Linked DNA regions of Mus musculus: region 2 is linked to region 1. Evidence: chromatin contacts called from public HiChIP or PLAC-seq data. All regions are on one chromosome and are shown on one strand. Each heading gives the region's core, a stretch centred on a gene start, on an enhancer-like site or on the middle of the called end of the contact. The rest is flanking DNA. Distances are from core to core; before and after follow the strand shown. Region 1 holds the start of Zfp960 (zinc finger protein 960). Region 2 holds the start of Lnpep (leucyl/cystinyl aminopeptidase).

Region 1 (4,748 bases), core at 1,426-3,925:
TCAGGCCCTGGGACCTCCCTTGAGCTGGATCCCTCTTTGGGCCTGTTGTTGGACCTTTTTTCTTCAGGCTCTGCCTCAGACCCTCTTTATCCTTTTGTCTGCGTGGAACAGGTCTCTGGGGCAGGTGGGCAAAGCCTTGGATGGAAACAGACAGATGCACATAGGAGAGGTTGTGTAGAATCTGAATGTAATTTGTCAAATCGAGCATCAAACTTTTTATGCTGAAGAAAATAGGGAAGTTGGGTGACACACCAGCAAGGTACAAAGAGGTTACTGGATTCTTACACAAAACAGGAATACAAACACAGAAGGTCTAACAGGAACCACCTGGGATAGAATTCATTGTTAACAACTGGGATCAAAAAGAGCTGCACCTAAGATTCACTTAATCTTAGAAGCCAGGGTCAAGGGCTTCGTGCCCTTGCCATAGTTCCTATTTTAGTCTATTGTATAGTCCACCTTTCCCGTAGACCATTGTAAATACGTGTGTATGGGTGTAACTCAGCTATCTCTAGTTCTAAGTGTCTATTCTGGTTTCTCTTTAGGTCTCAAACTTCCTTCTTCCTAGATGATGGTAAATTCTTGTGTAGAGCAGTGACTTGGCTTTTATTCAAAGTGATAGTGTAATGCCAGAGGCAATTCTGAATGTCACTGAAAGCAACATTCTTACTGAATTCCAAGCCCATGGTCAGCTGTAGGACTTTCTAGGACTGTTGGAACACTGGTGAAGGCTTGGCTATGTGAGAATTCAATCCTAAAAGGCACTTATAATAGGATAATACTAAAAGAGAGCACATGGATCCATACACCAGACTAACTCGGGAATGGAATATTAATGTATGGTTTAGAGAGAACACCAGATTCCAGGAGGTGAGTTTCCGTGAAACTCTTTGCCTCGTGACTTTTAGGCCTCTCGGCCTGTCAAGCTGACTCAACCAGAGTGCGTGGCAAGGCTCCTCTCCATTTCCATCCCTATAATTCTAACAGAAAGAAACTATTATGGGCCAGTTTAAACATATGATAATTTTACAAAAGTTATACGTACAAAGTGAAAGATATTTTATGCAACCTAATGAAGGACTGCATAAATATGCTTCTTGACCAAATAGTGGAATTGGATTTGTATGCCTTCACATATTCAGACCATTTGAAAGCTATGAGATTCCTAAGTTTTGGGAAACATATCAATTTTATATTTCTCCATATGTTCATTTGAGGAAGGTAGATTTGAGGAAGGTGGATTTGGGAAGCCCTGGAATGATTTAAATGGGGTTCAATGGATGGTTGGACCTCTCTGTTCCTTTTCATCTAGTCCTATATCTTAAGTCTTATGCTTCTTTTTTAAACTATTTAAGTCTTATATTTCCCTTCTTTGTCTTCTTTGTCATCGTCTTTGTGTTCTACTTCTCCTTCTCCTTCTTCTTCTTTATTTTTATTTTATTTTATTTTATTTTTCGAGACAGGGTTTCTATGTGTAACACTGGCTGTCCTAGAATTCACTCTGGATGTAGATGAGGGTGGCCTCGAACTCAGAAATCTGCCTGCCTTTTCCCTCTTGTGTACTGGGATTAAAGGCGTGCGCCACCATGCCCGGCTGGCATACAAATACTTATGTCTTCAGTCAGGGATACTGTAGTGCTAGCTCTCCCACATTCTTTAAATGCTTAAGGTTTACCACCCGTATGGATTTTGTGGCGACTTTTATGATTACATGTATTCGTTACATGTTTCTAGGTTCCTTACAGCTGTTACGTTTTATTCCTATACATATTATGATATATACTGAAAACCAGCTGAGACATTCAGCCACATGGACTGAACAACCACTGGATTGCTCAACTTCCCATTGGTATAGAGTTATAGTTGCAAGAGTTGGCTATCAGCTTGGGAGCCATACTAATAAATCTACTTTCCACATACATAGAGAGACCCTAGAGCATTTTCCTAGTACACCTGTGTTTTTGGGTTGAGATTTTATTTTATTTTTTGGCACTTTCCTACTGAGGAATAGACAATAGAATAGTAGATTATAGAATAACAATAGAGCTCCAGCTGGAAAGTTTGTGCAATTTACCAGAACCCAGTAAGAAGCCACAATACAAAACGTTGTTTCTTAAAGTCACTCTTTAACTAGCAGTTAAACTGGGCATCCTTCCACTTGTAAGACAGATTATCCACTCCACTGCAACTTTAGTAATATGCTTCATTCCACTAGCAATAAGAGGAAGCACCTTCTGAGGGCAGTGGACTCACAGGTCAGAATTTGAGTCCTGGCTCTGGAGAACAAAGTCACAGCTCACAATGGGGAGGAGCAGGCAGCCAATCAGAGGTGAGCTGGAGAGAAGGGACGGCAATAGCTGGGGTGTACGCTATCGGAAACCTGGGACAATTGCTACCAAAATACAAATCTCTGCTGATCTAGAATAGGTGTGCGTCTAGATTGGAAACCTGTGCACTGAACCACTATTCCGAGTTGCGTTTGCACCCTCTCACCCTGAGAGAGTTGCTCCTGTCACTCAGGATTTACTAGCCAATCACGGCATGAAGGAGGATCTGACAGTCTTAGAGGAGGGTGGTTTTTCCGGAAGGGATTTTCCTGGTTCCCTGTGGGATCTGCCAGTCATAAGAGGAGGGTGGTTCTTCCGGAATTCTTTTCGCTGGTTCCCTGTAATTAAGCAGGCTTAAGTGATTTGTCCTGTGTGCTGCTGGGTACTGTGAAGGAAACTCAGGCAAGTTCTGAAAGTGCGACATGATGAGGATATTGTCACTTCCCACAGAGGTGAGGAGCGGGATCGGGTGTGCTGGGTCCTACGGAAGGCTGGGTCGGAACCAGCAGCTACATGCAGGCACCTGCGAGTTGCCTCGTGGTTTTAGCCGCTTCTGGACCCAACGGTGGCTCTTGCATAACTTAACTATCTGGGCTGAATATTCACAAAACCTTTCGAGCAGGGTCCTGTGTATAGAAACACCCTTAGCAGGATGCCAAAGTCAGACAGGCTAAGTTTCTTTCGTGTATTCTACAAGTTGTTCTCTTGGCCTTTAGCATTGAGCTCTGTACAAGGAGGTAAGAATGGATCAATTCGCATTCTTCTACATGCTAACCGCCAATTGAGCCAGCAACATTTGTTGAAGATGCTGTCCTCTTTCCCCTGGATGGTTTGAGCTCCTTTGTCAAAGATTAAGTGGACATAGATGTGTGAGTTTATTTCTGGATCTTAAATTCAGCTTCATTGATCTGACTGTCACTGTACCAGTAACATGAAGGGGGTTGTTTGTTTGTTTTTGTTTTTGTTTTTTATCACAATTGCTCTGTACTACAGCTTGAGTTTCGGGATGATGATTCCACCAAAGGTTCTTTTGTTGTTGAGATAGTTTTTGATATCCTAGGATTTTTGTTATTCTAGATTTATTTACAAATTGCCCTTTCTAATTCTGTGAAGAATTGAGTTCCAATTTTGGTGGGGATTGCTGTGTATCTGTAGATTGCTTTCAGCAAGATAGTCACTTTTACTATACTAATCCTGCCAATACATGAGCATGGGAGACGTTTCCATCTCCTGAGATCTTCTTTGATTTCTTTCTTCAGAGACTTGAAGTTATTATACAGATCTTTCACTTCCTTAGTTAGAGTCACACCAATGTATTTTATATTAATTGTGACTATTGTGAAGGGTGTTGTTTCCCTATTTCTTTCTCATCCTGTTTATCATTTCTGTAGAGAAAGGCCTCTGATTTATTTGAGTTCATTTTATATCCAGCTACTGCACTGAAGTTGTTTATCAGGTTTAGGAGTTCTCTGGTAGAATTTTTAGGATCACTTATAGATACTATCATATCCTCTGCAAATAATGATATTTTGACTTTTTCATTTCCAATTTGTATCCCCTTGATCTTCTTTGTTGTGGAATTGCTCTTGCTAGGACTTCAATAGTTATGGAGAAAGTGTGCCGCCTTGTCTAGTCCCTGATTTTAGTAGGATTGCTTTAAGTTTCTCTCCATTTAATTTGATGTTGGCTACTGGTTTGCTGTATTTGCCTACAAGGTAATGGCCTGCTCTTGTTGAAAGACACTGTACCTATTCATACTTTCAATAATATCTATCTTTTAAAGAAGTCAATTCTTGATAACACTTTTTTTTTTTTTTTTTTTTTTTTTTTTTTTTTTTTTTTGGTTTTTTGAGACAGGGTTTCTCTGTGTAGCTCTGGCTGTCCTGGAACTCACTTTGTAGACCAGGCTGGCCTTGAACTCAGAAATCCGCCTGCCTCTGCCTCCCAAGTGCTGGGATTAAAGGTGTATGCCACCACGCCCGGCTCTTGATAACACTTTTTAAGTTTCATTTTCTTAGAATTTCTCTGAACATCTAGATTTTTTTTTCTCTTTAGTGTTTCTGGAGAATTTAAGTATTTTATCCGTTTTCTCAACTGCTATGATTATTTGTTTCTATTTAGAGGAATTTCTTCTATAGCCCAGACTTGCCTTTTGCTATGTAATTTCTTTGAATACCTAATCCTGCTTCTGCTGTCCAATGCCTGAAGAGAAGCATATAAATTCTTCCAGGATGAGCCCTGACTGGTCAATGAGGGAAAAAGACAGAGAGATATGAATGAAGGAATGAATGAATGTTCTCCTACCTCCACAACATTCTAGGGGAAATTATAGATCAAGAGGGACATTGGTAACAATTGATTTCACTGACCAACTTTGAAAATGGTGTATTCACAGCAACCAAAGGGAGTGGGAAGAATGAT
Region 2 (4,748 bases), core at 1,651-4,150, 560 kb after region 1:
TTAATGTAGTATTTCTTAGAAAACCTAGATAGTTTCCATGAACTTTCTATGGTGCTAATAAATAAATAGGTCACCACTACTCCTAAAAGTTTCATCTCTACCTGCCTTAATAGGACAAGGCAGCTACTGTCAAACCAATCTTACGTACGAGTCAACACATTCCTTTGCCCATAAAATGTCACCAGAGAGCTAGAGCCAGACGAAATGTCCAGCTTTCAGTGTGGTAACAGTCCCTCTCAAGGTCAAGGCAAAAACTATTTCCTGAGCCAAATAGGAATTTCTGGCACTAAAGTCCATCTTTATAGGCCTTTTCTAGAAACATTAATTTTAAATGGGTTATAACAGTTATTAGCTGAACTGATGAACACAAGATATTTATTAATACATGAACCTATTATTTCAGGCAGAGAACAGGGCTCAAGAAAATGAGCCACCATAGCAACTCATTGCACAGCAAATAGTGAAAGCATAGAAAATGCTACTGAAATCACTGAGTTCTGAAGGTTGGAATGACAAGACTAAATTCCTCGACTTTATGAACTTGTGAGTCAGTTAATGAACTGCTGACAGTATTTTAAGAAAGCCAAGGGCTCAGAGCTACTGAAACTTTATTATACATCTATACACACACACACCTCTTTATGCAGGGACATTCAAGAGCATGTAAATGAGAAAGATTTACTAAAGGAGGATCAATTACAAAAGCCAATATTAAGCTTAATAAATCCAGGCCGGCCCGTGCTGGCGCACGCCTCTAATCCCAGCACTCCCAGCACTCGGGAGGCGGAGGCAGGTGGATTTCTGAGTTTGAGGCCAGCCTGGTCTACAAAGGCGAGTTCCAGGACAGCCAGGGCTATACAGAGAAACCCTGTCCTGAAAAACAAACAAACAAACAAACAAGCTTGATAAATCCTTCAATCATAGATTGTAAGATGACAAAAATAAGTACAATTTACACTATATAGTATTCGAACACGAGAAAATTCTACAGCAAACTTCTAAAAGTTTTAAATACCTATTCCGCCTTAAAGTCTTCAAAGCACCTTAAATTAGCAGTATCAGAGTTATATGTAGTTCCTGCTTTCCTTCTTAAAGGAGGACAGCATTAACTGAAATGACACATTGCCAATCAGCCTTCAACACCAACTGTGAAAAACTGGTAGACAGAAAAGAACTAGAAAAGTTGACCTTTTGCCTCTTTTCTCTAGGATTTCTCCATGGTCTTCCCAAATGAGACAGTTTGTAAATATATCTAAAGGAGGATATTCTATGGGAGGAGAAAAGATTTTAACTTTATGGTGTGAAAATGTACTTTAATTATGTAGGGGGGAAGTTCAACAAATCAACCAGGGAAAAACCTGACTAAATAAATGACTCATTCTTGTTTTCAATTGGGTAAGATTTCATAATTAAAAATCTTACCTACATATTTAAAACAAGGAGGCTCCAATAATTCTGCCTAGAAGGAAGAAAACGTCTTGGAAAATTTTATACCTCTTTTAAGCACATTTTACACTCAAATCCTAGATGGTCTCTATGGTGCCTTTCAGTTCAAATCTTCCTTAATTCTCTGAGTAAGTTTACCAGACTATTCTTAGAAACTTGGTAATTACAAATAGAACACATATGAGAAAGAAATTTGGAGTTAAAGCTGTCATTACTAAGCCTAATTAAACACTGCAGACAGAAAGATGGCAGGAGAATAAAGCATCCCGAATTAGGGAAAAGGAGAACATAATGAGTAGGTCACAGCTCCAGCGATGTGGTAAACAATGTTAAAGAACACAACAAAGTCCAGCCTAGGCATTAGAGTGGATAGAGTGGGTGTCCCCTCCCCCTTCCCAGTTCCTTAAGTGGCATGCGACCCCCCTCCCAACAATAATATGCTTCTCTCCCATTAATCTGACTTTCTACCTACCTGAAGTAACCAACCACACTGGAAACACATGCCAAGTAGAAAGTGGATCCTCTAATCTCATTAAGCCCTACCCTTTATTAGCAGTTTTCCTACTTTCCATCCTAAAGTGGAATCCATATATTTAAACACCATAAAATGGTGAGACATCATCTCACCTCTATATTGAGACTCAAGCACTACAAGCCCAGACAAAAGCCATGAAGTAAAGGGCCGTGGCTATTTTCTGGACACAGACTGCTTTGACTTTCACACACACACACCCATGCCACCTTATGATATAAGCCCAACAAGGGCCATTGATATTCAATGGATCTCTAACTAGAAGATCAAACATCACTAGCTGGTAAAAAGAAGTTTGGTCGACCTGCGGAGCAGCGGTAGGCAGACGGGTGGCAATGCGGGGCGGCATCTTCGCCACACCGAGCAGTACTAGCCAGCCCCCGGTAAGTTTCCTTCCCTGCAGTGCACTAAATCACGCTGCCAGCCGCGGCCCCACCCCGCCCTGTTACGGAAAGGCATGCGGACAGCTCGGTGAAGGACGGGCGGACAGCTCCAGGCTCCCCGCACGAGTAGGCTTTCGCCGGGGCCGCAGCTTCTCCTGGCCGCGGCCGCTTCCCCCAGGACCAACGCCGTTGCCAACTTTGCCGCCGCCCCCTCCACCGCGCAAGCATCCCAAACTTTGCCGACTACCTCACCTGGAGGTTCGGGGCTGGCCCCCGGGAGAGGGCTGACCTTCACGCCTGCCCCAGCCGACCCTGGCCCCTCTGCCGCCCCCCGGCCCGCCTGGGAAACCCTTGGCAGGGATGCCTGCAGCCTGACCCCCTTGCCACATCTGACCCTCTGGACCCTGAGAGCCCGGGAATCCGCGACTCGGGCTAGCCACTCACCATTGGTAAAGGACTCCATCTTCGCCCCGCCGCGGGTCCTTACCAGCCCAGCGCCCCAAGCTTCCTACTCCGAGAGCCGAAGCGGTCCTGACGACTGAGCATGCCCAGCAAAGGCCTCCGAGGGCTGCCGGGGAGGTGCGGCGAGGGGCGGCGCCGCTCCGCCGCACGGCAACAACACCTTCGTTCCGGGTTTTCGCAACTGCTGCAAAAGACCCACTGAGGCGTGGACGCTAAGCATCGCTCAACCCTAGGCCCACTCCGCCCAGGGGCGGCGGGGAGGAGCGCAGTGCTGGGGCGGGGCTTAGAGCCCCACCCCCGGAGCTCACTTCTAGCCGCCGCGCTGTCTGTGCCGCAGAGCTGTAGTACCCCGGTTCAGACAACTGGTACACCTACTACTGCATCCGGCCGTGTTTCGGGTGCGGCCACCCCAGTACTGAGCCCGGAAATGCGGCCGGTGATGCTGTCGCCAGAGGGGTTGTCGCCCTTCGCGTTCTGAAAGCAAGACAAGGCCCAGGGTGGGTCGGCCTCTACGCTGGGCTAGCCCGGGGCGGCGCTCTTCTTAACCGCCGGAGCAAGCCCTGCGGCGGTGGTCGGCCCGACTTCCCTCCTTTAGCAGAACGCCCTGCAGCAGCTGCTGCTGCAGCAAAGCCGGAGGCCAGAGGAAGGGAGGGGCCCGGGAGTCGATCGGTGCCCTTTGCTTAGGGCTGGGCTTAGAACTGCGAGCAGATCTCAAAACCCGGAGCGGGGTGTAGGAGAACGGACCGTGCGCGCAGAGGTTGTGTGCAGAGAGGCCCGCCTGCCTAGTCCTGTCCTTACTCGACACCAGCAGTTGGCTGCTCCCAGCCTTCAGGGTACACGGCCTGATTCCGCGGGGCTAGACCGGAGGGAGCCAAGTTCCCCCTTCCCCTAGTACTCGCGCCTTTGCCTCGGGCCCCATTGTTTCCGGTGCCAAATCGGGGCGGTCCCCGGCAGCCTACGAGACACGTAGAGACCGCGTTAGCTCCTGCTAGCTCCTGTTTCTCCAACTGCCGGAAGTCAACACCCCGCGAAGAGGCTCCCCCATCCCTCCCAACCGCAGCCACAGCTCCTCTTTCCTCCCCACTCACTGCTTCGTCCCCTGCGGCGACTTGGCTAGGCCTTGGCCTCACTGCGCGAGCCAACTGTCACACACTCCTCCTCCCAGGCTGTCAACCCGTGCAAACAAAATCTAAACCTGTACAAATATCCTGGGCGAAAGAGGAGAAAGGGATGATGTTCGATCGATAAGGAAATTCTACGTTCAAAGAAGTAAACCCGAAGTGCAGTGTTTTTAAGAGGTCGATTGTATTACATCCACTACGTTCCACTCCTGTTTTACAACGCCCTGTGAAAACCAACTGTACTTGGAGTAACCACTAAACTCCTTACCTAACTCTGGGACCTCATTAACATTCTCGCCCTTTAATGGCCCCGAAGCTTTCATAAGGCTCCTAGAAGTTGGCGCGATTTATTCAGCATCGTTAACCGTACCTTTACTTATTTTTTTTTAAACAAAACAAAACCCTCCTTGCAAAATTGTTCCACAGCTTTGTGTTTTGTTTGCTTACTTCTTCCTGTCATTTTCTTAACTCAAATGTCACCCCTACAGAGAATCCTCTGACCACACACCTAAAATAGCAACAAACACAGTGGGTTCTATAAAGATTCCTCCTGCCATTATGTTCAGAGCACTCTTAGCTGTCAAAAGGCTTATTGTTTATCAAGAATACAAGATCAGTGGGGCAGGTTTTTTTTTTCATTCATTTTTTTAGGGCTATGTCCTCATTTTTAATCGTTACACAATATATTAAATAAGTACAGTATAATGTTTATATTTCTAATTTACTGCCCACATTGAAACCTTTCCACTGAATGTCTTTATAATGAATGTCTCCAGTTGGTCTGTTTGTGCTCAGTACAAATGT

What was found. HiChIP or PLAC-seq counts read pairs in DNA pulled down with a chosen protein or histone mark.
Region 2: an H3K4me3 HiChIP or PLAC-seq map of embryonic stem cells shows a contact between it and region 1, with 11 read pairs. The contact joins the promoter of Lnpep here to the promoter of Zfp960 in region 1. A contact is called at or near these places in 3 of 115 datasets of contacts at active chromatin or transcription factors (embryonic stem cells, microglia and stem cell-derived neural progenitor cells).

What each region holds. Positions count from the first base shown.
Region 1 is chr17:17,061,428-17,066,175 of GRCm38.p6, forward strand. It overlaps Zfp960 (zinc finger protein 960), which reads left to right and starts at 2,676. Exons shown (of 4, transcript NM_001005358.2): 1 at 2,676-2,779. The coding sequence starts at 2,750.
Region 2 is chr17:17,621,589-17,626,336 of GRCm38.p6, forward strand. It overlaps Lnpep (leucyl/cystinyl aminopeptidase), which reads right to left and starts at 2,901. Exons shown (of 18, transcript NM_172827.3): 1 at 2,806-2,901. The coding sequence starts at 2,824.